Linked DNA regions of Ovis aries: regions 2 and 3 are each linked to region 1. A link is a contact called in public Hi-C data. All regions are on one chromosome and are shown on one strand. Each heading gives the region's core, a stretch centred on a gene start, on an enhancer-like site or on the middle of the called end of the contact. The rest is flanking DNA. Distances are from core to core; before and after follow the strand shown. Region 1 has its middle 17 kb from the start of NEK2. Region 2 has its middle 31 kb from the start of RD3. Region 3 holds the start of TRAF5 (TNF receptor associated factor 5).

Region 1 (3,487 bases), core at 7-2,506:
ACCTAAATTAGATGAATTCCTCCATTAAAGGACAGACTTTTAAATGCAATTCCTTGGTTAAAGGACAAAAACTTTTAAACTGAGTTAAGGGAGGAAAAAAAAAAACACCTAATATATGCTGTTTATATGATACTTACTTAAAGCAAAACTGCAATAAAATCTATAAGCAAATATAACAAAAGTATTTTATGCCAGTGCAACTAACAGGAAACAATATTGAAATCAATTGTTGACAGTATGTTGATTGTGGACAATATCAGCATCAGACAAAGCTTATTTTTTACACAAACAGAACCTTTCTATTAACAAAGATATAATTCACAAAGCTGAAACTCTCATAAACCCCTAAGCGACAAATTACTATGTCAGTGTAATTGAGGGGCTTCTCTGATGGCACAGTGCCTGCAATGCAGGAGACACCAGAGACCCAGGTTGGATCCCTGGGTCAGGAAGATCCCCTGAAGGAAGAAATGGCAGCCCACTGCAGTATTCTTGCCTGGAGAATCCCATAGACAGAGGAGCCTGGCAAGCTACAGTCCACAGGGTCTCAAAAGTCGGACATGACTAAGTAACTAAGCACAGCACAAGCACGGAGTATTGAAGGGAAAGGTGTTGGAAACGGAAGAAACAGAAAGGCAATAAGTAGCAAAAGATTTTGACACATTTTGAGCTTTTAACAAATTAACAGGTAAGTAATAAGCAAGTACACAGTAAATACGTACCTCAAAATATATACATTATGTATCAAACAGGGTTCTTCAGAAAAAAAAACTAATCATCATGCCTTGCAAAAGAACATAGATTTATTTTCTTCTGTAATTCACGGAGCATTTCATGGGTCACAAATAAAGCTGTAAAGAAAACCCACGTTCTAAAATCTGGTCCCAATCGCTGAACAAAATGCAATTTTGTTTGGAGTTTTTACATTGATGCTATCACTTCGTAATTTAAGGACTTTAAAAAAAATGTATTGAATAAAATCAGCTGCTGTGAACACTTCTTGTGAACGTGGGCCTAAGGTTACAGGGCATCCAGTTGCATCCAGAGGGCCAGTGTGTTGTCTCCAGAGAAAGTCAGGGCAGGCGAGGAGAAAGGTTTGATTCCTGGCTGGGTGGCCGCAGGCAGGCAGGCAGTGACGGGCACCCTGAGACATCTAGACTCAGAAGCTCCAGCGGAGCCCCGGAACCGCGCCGTGGCTGTGGTGTCAGAAACGTTAGGAGAGGAGCCTTGGTCGAGTAAGCAAGAGTGCCCCTACCGGCCCTTCGCAATATCGTGTTGAACCCAGCATTGCAGACGTGGGAGCTTCCCAGGCTACTGACCTCTGCCCTTCCAAGGTGGAGTGAGCTGAGGTTACCGGAAGGCAGGCCCTCACACGCCCATGGATTCCATCAGCTTTCATCACCCTCCTCACTGTGAAATCTGTCCATCCACTACGGATCCCTATTTTCCCAGCCACCAAGTCCAGGGAACGATAATCCTTCCTGTTGGAATAAAGACGTTCTCTCTATTCTTTCCTCATCAGCTGCCTTGTACTATCTTTGGCTTTCATCCTCAGTTCATTCTGGGAGGGCAGCCCCCCGGGGTCTTTGAGGAAAATGGGCTTTATTTTGCAAGGAAGGTCGATTGGAAACAAAATATCTCCAAGGAGTTCAGGCCTGAATAAGGTGGCCCTGGAGAAGATGCTGAGGAAAGAGCAGGGAGGCGTGGGGTCCTCCTGGGCTCACTTGAAAACCCCTCGTGGATCCTCCCCACCCCCACCGCATCAGTAACCGGTCTTTCTCAGCCCACAGTTCCGGAAGGCCCCTGGGCCAGAACCCTGCTGGCTCTGGGTCCACCCTTCCTTAGTCATTCAAATATTTTGAGTAAGGTTATGGATTATCACCCTTATCTCATCATTAGGGGAAACTAGATGGTCTGGGAGCAAAGCTAACCTCTTGTGGAGGCAAGCAGTAGAGGGTTGTAGTCAAGAGAACCACTTCGGAGTTAAAAACATCATTTCAGAAAGCAGCTGTGCTTCTTCCCAGCTGTGATCTCTGCGCTTCAGTTCCTCCGTGTAACATGTGACACTAATGATGTGAACTCCTCACGGGGCGTTGCGAGGACTGAATGAAATAATGAGAACAAGGCATTTAACCAAGGCCCACGAGTGATTTCTCTATAACAAACCAGTTGCATGGGGCCGTACGGAAAGGGTGCGCTGCTGGTATAACAGCTCCATGGCGCCACCTTGTGGTAGGTGTCTCTCAGAGCAGTAGGTTGCTGCTGCTGCTGCTGCTGCTGCTGCTAAGTCACTTCAGTCGTGTCCGACTCTGTGTGACCCCATAGACGGCAGCTACCAGGCTCCCCAGTCCCTGGGATTCTCCAGGCAAGAACACTGGATTGGGTTGCCATTTCCTTCTCCAATGCATGAAAGTGAAAAGTGAAAGTGAAGTCGCTCAGTCGTGTCCGATTCTTAGCGACCCCATGGACTGCAGCCTACCAGGCTCCTCCATCCATGGAATTTTCCAAGCAAAGTACTGGAGTGGGGTGCCATTGCCTTCTCCGGAGCAGTAGGTTGGTCTTTCTCAAAACCAGAGCCTCTTTTTCAAATGACGAGAAGCAGGTTGTGCTTGGTGAAACTCATCATTGTGTAAACATTCAAAGTCTGTAATGGTAAGTACTGTATTGATGTCACCTTAGAAAGATTTTAGAAAGCGATGCTGGAGAAGCACCATTTGGGAGGACTCTGCCCTCTCCGTTATCAAACAAGAAAGTGACAAGTGTTAGTCGCTCAGTTGCCTCTGACTCTTTGCCACCCCATGGACTGTAGTCTGCCAGGCTCCTCTGTCCATGGGATTTTCCAGGCAAGAATAATGGAGTGGGTTGCCATGCCCTCCTCTAGGGGATCTTCCCGACCCAGGGGTTGAAGCTGGGTCTCTTACATTGTGGACAGATTCTTTACCATCTGAGCCGTCAGAGAAGCCCCTACATGCTGGAGAAACATCATTGGGGAGGACTCGCCTTCTCCACCACCAAAGAGATCCTCTTCTTAGATTAGTACATCATCATCGCCCAAATACCCTAGATGTCCCCAGCTTTAGGGGTGGAGATGCATAAGCAAATAAAGACATCTCAGTTCCCAAGCCTCTGCCTGCTTTCAAGTCCTGCCTGATCTCATCTCCCAGCCACATTCAACTTACCCCTCCTCTACGGCATCTCTTCCCCGACCCCGCACCCCACTCAAACCTTTCTGATTCCCCCTCCACCCCACTTCAAACCTAACTTCTGCAGCACTAATTAACCACCTCTTCTGTGACTGCACCCCCATTTCCTCCACCCCTTTCCTGCTTCAGTTCCTCTCCATAGCACTCAGCACTAACTCCCCCACGTGTTTCTTCTCTGTTTACTCTCTTGCCCCATTTGAATGGCACCTCCCTGAGAGCAGGGATTTCAGTCTTCCATGCTGTACCTTCAGCACCTTCTGGGACTTCCCTGGTGGCTCCGATGG
Region 2 (3,802 bases), core at 1,095-3,594, 140 kb before region 1:
CGCTAATACTTTGGCCACCTGATGCCAAGAACTGACTCATTGGAAAAGACCCTGATGCTGGGAAAGATTGAAGGCAGGAGGAGAAGGGGATGACAGAGGATGAGATGGTTGGATGGCATCACCGACTCAATGGACATGAATTTGAGTAAATTCTGGGAGTTGGTGATGAACTGGGAGGCCTGGTGTGCTGCAGTCTATGGGGTCGCAAAGAGTTGGACACGACTGAGCAACTGAACTGAACTCAACTGAAATTGTAAATATTTCAGTGCCTCCTGTGTGCCAGGCACTGAAATATTTACATGCTCGGGATGTGATGAGCAAAACCAGACATAATCTCTCTTCTTGTGGAGCTTATCAGAGGGTGAGGGAAAGCCATTCATCAAATACTTGCCAAACAAGTGCCACATTTGGGCTGTGAGCACTGCTCTAAGTGCGTACCTTGAGAGGACTGGACCCCTCAGGGAGGCTTTCCTGAGAAAGCAGGCTTTGGGCTGGAAGGTGTTGACAGGCCAAGGGAGGGAGGCGAGAGTTTCACAAGAAGGAACAGCACAGGATGGGTGTCGTAGCTGGAGAGAGTGCAGCGAGTGTGTGTGAAGGTCAGCGTGGCCGGCTGCAGTGGAGGGAGCGGAGGGTGTGTCACGTGATACAGAGTAGGTAGCAGAAAGAAGTCAGAGCCAGGTGGCATGGGACCCTGAAAATCACATCAAGAAGCTTTATCTTTAAGAACCAAGGGAAGTTCCTGGAGTTTTCCAGAGCAGGTGTGTGTGACATGAGTAGGTCTGTCTGTGTTCTGTGAAAGGCCGTGTGATAGCCTGGTGAGGATGAGATCGGGCAAGTCCAAAATGGGCTCAGGTGTAGCAGATAGACGGCTGTTGCAATCGTCAAGTAGCGAAAGGTCAGGGTGCTAGGGTAATGCCAAAGGAAATGGGTAAAGAGGGGAGACCGGAGCAGTATTTCTTTAATATTCATTAATAAGTGTTTTTGAATATTTATTAATTAATATTCATGTGGCCACGTTGGGTCTTAGTCGCAGCACACAGGAGCTTCCTTGCATCCTGCGGGATCTTTCATTGTCTTCTAGCACAGACTCTAGCTGAGGCACCCGAGCTCAGTAGTTACGGCATGTGGGTTTAGTTTCTCTGCACAGCACGTAGGATCTTAGTTCCCCGACTGGGTATCAAACCCACATAACCTGCAATGGAAGGCGGATTCTCAATGACTGGACCACCACAGAAGTCGCTGGAGAAGGATTTAGGAAGTAACATCAGCAGAACTTGATAACTAAATACAGAGGTTGAGAGAGAGAGAGAGAGAGAGAGAGAGAGAGAGAGAGAGAGAGAGAGAGAGAGAGTGTGTGTGTGTGTGTGTGTGTGTGTGTGTGTGTGTGTCCCAAGGGAGATTCCTGGGTTTCATCCTGGCTGGCTCAGCTAGGCAGGTAGAGCTACCAGTCAGCGAGCCAGGAAGCGCTGTAAGAAAAGCTGGCTGGGAAGAAACTTAAGTGCTCAGTCTTAGACACCTCGAGCTGGAGGAACATTTGACACGTCCCGAAAGAGATGTCAAGCAGGCAGCTGGATGTCTCAGTCAGGAACTCAGAGACTGTGCGGTGTCATTTGCAGGCTGTGCGCACTGGCCCATCAGAACAACCAGCTGGGGTGGCTTCTGATCCTACTCATTGTGCTTCAGGGATCAAACCGCTGACCCCTCTGGGACCCAGGGTCAAGTGTTTGATGAGGCTGGACCAAAGCTTCTGTGCTTGGAGATGAAGTATTTCCCAAATATCCCAGAATCCTCCTCACCTCACTCCCCCTTACCCCCCGACCAAAGCCAGAGAAAGAAGCTTCCCAGTTTGGGGAGAGTTCTTGGTTCTGTTAGGTTGGCCACTGGGATGTTCTCGTTGTGACCCTGGCTGTCCCCTCCCTGGTCAGATCATAGACCATCCTAAGCATTCCAGATTCATATTCTTCCGTGAAAAACCCCAGCCCACCCCACCCCCCACCCCATCCTTGTTAGAGTGGAAGCATGATGAGCTGCCTTGGCCCATGGTGAGGCAGATTCAGTGAGGAATGTTAAGGTCAAAGGTGTGAACTGGAAACAAAGATACTTCTTGCCACTGACCCTCCAGGGCACTGTTCCCAAGATTTCCTCTATCTTCCTTGTCCCTGGCTTGCCCTCCCCTGAACTCTTTTCTTTCTGAACTCTTACCAAAAATGTGTTGCTGGACGTCCATGCTGTTTGCTTATTTCACAAATCGCCCAGTTCTTGGTGATGTCCCAGGTTCTACTGACCTTGCTTGACCAGAGTAGCCCATGGAATCATGCCTTCCTGGAATGCTTTGATACCCAGCTCCCTCTCCTGGGTCCTGGCTAAGGGCTAAAAACCACTCAGGGCTCATTATTAATGTCTACTACTTAGACACTGGAGAGGTGAAATGAAAGAAACCCAACCCTGGCCCCGGAGAAACTTCCCTGTCAGTGGTTTTGAAGTGTGATCCGGACTATTTTTCCCTAAATTCATTACCAACATTTTCACCATATTGAAATCTCTTTTCCATTCACACACTTAAGTTTTAAGTTTGTCCCCCCAAATCATAGATACAGCGGTTATCATTAATGAAGTCTTATTACGTACCAATGTTAGTGCCAAGCTCTTCATATCCCTTTATTTCATTTAATCTTCAAAACAAGGGATGTGTGGACACAGGGGGAAGGAGAGGGTAGGGAGATTGGGAGACTGGCACCAACATATATATACTACCATGTGTAAAATAGATAGCTAGTGGGAAGCTCCCACAGGGAGCTCAGCTCTTATTACTGCGTAATTAGGTTAGAAATCAATATCTGAAGATATTTTAAAATAACCCATATGTTTTCAAGTGCAGTGTGACATTTACCAAGATAAACCCAGCTTTGGCAACTATCAGCTACAATATAAGTACATTAATAACATAATGAAAGTGAATCTCTAGCTGGGTGCTCTGGTACCCTTCAAGTTAAAGGCCTAAAGCAGGAGTCAATGAAGCCATCAGTAAGTAGATAGATATTTAGATTTTTCACATATGTTTGAATATCTTCCTTTAGACCAGAGAGCCTAGATCTGTGCCAACACTTGCATTTGTCAGTGACCTTTATTAAAGGTAAAAGGTTTTTTAGCAAACAGTGAAGCAACACTTTTGAGAAGAGTAAACTGAAGCAAAGTTCATTATTTTCTAAATTTATTTTCCTGCTGAGAACTTTGGGTGTTGGCAGGGCTGTATTCAAAGGATCGATCCCAGCCCTTCAGATCCAAGCAAACCCTCCTTTCTATACACCCATTTCATCCCAGGCTCCCCTTCTGTCATCCTCAGCAACCATGGATAGCAACCATGTCAGACTTTCCCTCACTTCGGGGTCTTTATCCTTGCTCTTCTCTCAGCTTGAATCTCCTTTCCCCTTCCTCTTCACCTGGTTAAGTTTTACTCATCCTTCAAATTTTAGACAGCCTTCACTAGTGCCCCCTGGCACACCCCCACACACCTCCCTGCATGCACCACCTGGGGTCAGTGACTCTCTCTGTGTCCCTGTGACACCAGACATGTGACACAGCAGGACTGCTGTTATCCCACCCTCCACCTCCCCAGACTCCCTGTCTGTCAGCAACAAGCACAGAGCGTGGCCCCCGGTAGGTATTAGCAAATAACACAGTGGTCCATTGCTTAAACACCTTAGCAGATAGTTGTATGTTGAAAAAGAATCAATCAGTCGACCTAAGAGAGAAATGGAAAATTTTATGTGAGCCAAACTTGAAGGTTACAACTTGGGAAGAG
Region 3 (3,502 bases), core at 745-3,244, 250 kb before region 1:
TGTTTGAGTGTGTTTCTACTATTTAGTGTGTATTTATGTCCTTTTCTTCCCATCCATCTTCAAGGTCCTTGAGGAGAGAGATAATGTCTCCTTCATCAGCTAGGTCCCAGGATTGGTTTTCTCACTTCTCCCAGACACCTTGCCCAGGGCTATGTGATCAACAAGGGGAAGTGGGAACATGTCCTTGAGTTTTGACTACCATCTATCTGAAATTCCTCTATCTTCCCACTGAGACTCCCAGCCCTGGAGTTATGTGGACTCCCCTTCCCACCACTAAAAGATTCACTTTCTATCCCAGAGTCTGATCTCATCATATTTAAAGCTTGGATATCATTCTTGAGACAAATAGGCTGCTTTATTCCATTGATGGGCAAGAGGGATGGAGGGAGACAATTGAATCATATTTAGTAACAGTACCAGGGCCCTAAGCATACCTGCATATATGCATTCAAGACACTGTGTTTTTAGCCAGTGAAAGGAGATATAAGCTTACAAAAGCATATTGATTTGTAAGCATCCTGGGGAGTGTGGGGGTGAAGGGTGTACCATGAGAAAGGAGGTGCGTGAAGGCAGGCATAAGTGAAGATGACCACAGGCCCTATCTATCCATGAAATCGTTAATCTGACTTGCCAACCAAAAGGTTTGAATCTGGATTTCTGGCTCTTGTTGAAAAAGAAGCAATCAGATAAGGACAGGCTGGCAGGGAGCCTGGCTGCTCCTCTAGACTCCACACATGGTCTTCAGTGCAGCGATGGTGTCCCCTCCCCTTCCCCCTGACTACAACTTTCACCTCTCTCCTGTGTGTTTTCTGCCTGGCTCCTGTGCATATCTGAATAGTGCCTGTTATTATTAACCCTCTTTGGTGAATAATTGAAGCTCAGGCAGTTGAGTAAATTTCCCAAGGTTGCCTAACTGAAAGTGAAGGAACTAGAATCGGAATTAGGGCCCATTATATTCTAAAATCCATGATCTTCATGCTCCATCAACCTTCACAGAGGAGATTTATGTGGAACACAAATATCAGTTAGAACATATACTCGGGGAGAGAAGTGGTGTAAGAGTCTGACACTGGGGAGTAGGGAGACGGGACTGAGGAGGAAGCTCTGGCGCTTGCTGGGTGCTACACCGCGGGCATATCACCTCATGTCGCCTCTCTGGCATCGGATGGGTCATGTGTAACATGAGCATGCCCAGGCCTACTTCACAAAGTTTCTAAGATCACAGGAGACGTCTGGAGAGTCCTAGGTACAATGGCAAGCCCTACAACTCTAAGGGATTGCTGGGCCAGCAAGGAGGGGGCTGGCAAATTGGTCCTGTTGTAAAGGAAGGTCAGGAGGGCTAGATTTGAACCAGACCTCTGGTGGCTGAGATGTTAAAGAATCAGCCTGCAATGCAGGAGACCCGGGTTTGATCCCTAGGCTGGGAAGATTCCCTTGGAGAAGGGAATGGCAACCCACTCCAGTATTCTTGCCTGGAAAATCCCACGGACAGAGGAGCCTGGCAGGCTAAAGTCTGTGGGGTCCCAAAGAGTGGGACAAGACTGAGCGACTAACACACTTTCACGAAGGGAAAGGAAAGAGAAGTCAGTCGTGTCCGACTCTTTGCGACCCCATGGGCTGTAGCCTGGAATTTTCCAGGCAAGAGTACCGGAGTGGATTGCCATTGCGTCAAAATACGAAAGGACTGGTTGAGCTTAGTTGTCCCTGATTGAAGGGTTAAGACGAGTACAGTTCAAATGCAGCCAGGGAAATCAGAGATGACTTCCTTGTAGACACTCAAGATTCGAGGGAGGGTCGGCTAGGTTTCCAACTGGCCGGTTTTCTCCCAGTCTCTCAGCACCCCGCCCAGCACCTGCCTGCGGTCCGCCCTCCCTGGGGGCCCGGCGCCCCCGCCCGCGCTCGCTCCTGGGCCCCCCAGGCCCCGCCTCTCCGGGGCCCGGGCCCGCCCCCCTTCCTCGGCGGGCGGGGCCCCGCAGCTGGGAGCCGAGCCCCTGCTTCGCAGCCGCTGCCTTGGAGCAGCCAGGCGCCCTCCGAGCGCCCGCGCGCCGAGCCCAGGTGAGTCCCGGTGGGTCGCCGCGTTGGGCCTGAGGGAGCACACCGAGCACCGCTTCTCAGCGCGTCGCGATGACTTTGAAACCGAAAACACATCGGCGGCAGGAGTCCGGCAGCTGCCTCCCCGCAGCCCGGCCCCCGCTCGCGCCCGGCGAGTCCCCGACGGCCGCGGCGGGTGCACGCGAGGAGGCCCAGGGGCCCGGACCCCGGGTCGGGAGAAGCCGGCGGGGCAGGTGGCCCCTGATGCGGGCGAGTGGGTGCGGTGTGTATTGGGTGGGGGGCGGTTGGGTTCCGCGGCCCGGAACGAGTTTTCTGAGCAGAGAAGGGGTATTCCGAGGATGGAGACTGGGGGTCCCGAGCTGGGGAGCGCCTCCAGGGCGAGGGTGTCCACTCCGCGGACCAGAGGCAGGTCGGGGTGCAACGGGCCGGGGAAGGACTTTAGGCGTGCCTGGCACGCGTGCCTGCAAACCCTTGTCTTCCCGCATGGCGCCGTGAGGCATCCGCTCTTTCCACTTTTGCAGGACCTTCCAGCCAGAATATTTTAGAATGAAGCTTAAATACTGGCATGCGTGGAACCTCAGGGGAGCCGTTCGATTGGGCGTGCTCATTTAGAACCACCCTCACCCCCAGCCAAGGAGAGCTCGAAGGGGTCTTGCAGGAAACCAAGACTCAGGTAGGAACGAGTTGCCCAGGGAACACCCAGAGAATTCGTGGAAACTGGGTTCTCCACAGCAGATGGCCTCGCCCTTGTTACTGCTCTGCAGGGTTTTGGCACTTCTGAGAATTCTCAGTGAATTCTGGGGCCGCTGCTCTTGCTACTAACCCCCCAGGGTGTCTCCTCTGACTCTCTGGGCTGTTTCTGCCCCCTCCTGCAGAGTTTCCATATTTGGCTATTTCAGATTTACTTTCATCAGAAGTCAGTTACCTCGCAGTGACGGTACCCAGGACTGCTAAGCGCTCGCGGTGGGGTTGGTGAAACGAGGCGTGGCTCCCAGCCGGGACTGTCCCCTGCGCACCCCACCCTCCACAGCCCCGGGCTCTGACCCGTGTCCCTTCCGGACAGGCCTCTAGTAACCAACTGAATTCAGTAAATATTTATTGGGCACCAGTGCTGGGTGAGAAGTGGGGAAGGGCCAATGGAATACATTCCTTCTTTCAGAGATACTTGCATTTTGAAAGGAGACATAAAATGAAAAGAAATTGGTTGAAGTGCTTCTGGGTATAGAACAGTTCTGGGGAGCGGGGGTGAGATAATTTTAGGCAGGGAAAGCCTGGGCTAGAACCTCTCAAATGGAGCATGCAGCTGCCTGCCTTGCCTTCCCCGCCTTCCCCACAGACAGCTGCAGACAGGGCTGTTAGCGCGATTGATGGTTTGGATGAAAACCTTATCATCTGAACACTCTCACCTCCAACTTCAATTTGAACAAGGGAGACAGACGTTGCTGCAGAA

The links. Hi-C and Micro-C count contacts between places; a contact is called where the count stands out from the background.
Region 2: a Hi-C map of liver shows a contact between it and region 1, with 4 times the contacts expected there. The contact joins two enhancer-like sites. A contact is called at or near these places in 3 of 16 Hi-C or Micro-C datasets (liver and tail adipose tissue).
Region 3: a contact with region 1 is called in a Hi-C map of tail adipose tissue, with 9 times the contacts expected there. The contact joins the promoter of TRAF5 here to the enhancer-like site in region 1. A contact is called at or near these places in 9 of 16 Hi-C or Micro-C datasets (blood, hypothalamus, liver and 4 more).

The regions. Positions count from the first base shown.
Region 1 is chr12:71,269,155-71,272,641 of ARS-UI_Ramb_v3.0, reverse strand. No RefSeq gene overlaps it. Among named protein-coding and RNA genes, the nearest start is that of NEK2, 17 kb to the right of the region's middle. Within about 2 kb of position 1,256, at least 11 of the 54 cell types and tissues checked have an H3K27ac peak or open chromatin away from gene starts, as enhancers often do. A contact at or near this core is called in liver and tail adipose tissue, where this site is marked.
Region 2 is chr12:71,408,398-71,412,199 of ARS-UI_Ramb_v3.0, reverse strand. No RefSeq gene overlaps it. Among named protein-coding and RNA genes, the nearest start is that of RD3, 31 kb to the left of the region's middle. Within about 2 kb of position 2,344, at least 1 of the 54 cell types and tissues checked has an H3K27ac peak or open chromatin away from gene starts, as enhancers often do. A contact at or near this core is called in liver, where this site is marked.
Region 3 is chr12:71,523,367-71,526,868 of ARS-UI_Ramb_v3.0, reverse strand. TRAF5 (TNF receptor associated factor 5) reads left to right here and starts at 1,994. Exons shown (of 10, transcript XM_060396218.1): 1 at 1,994-2,055.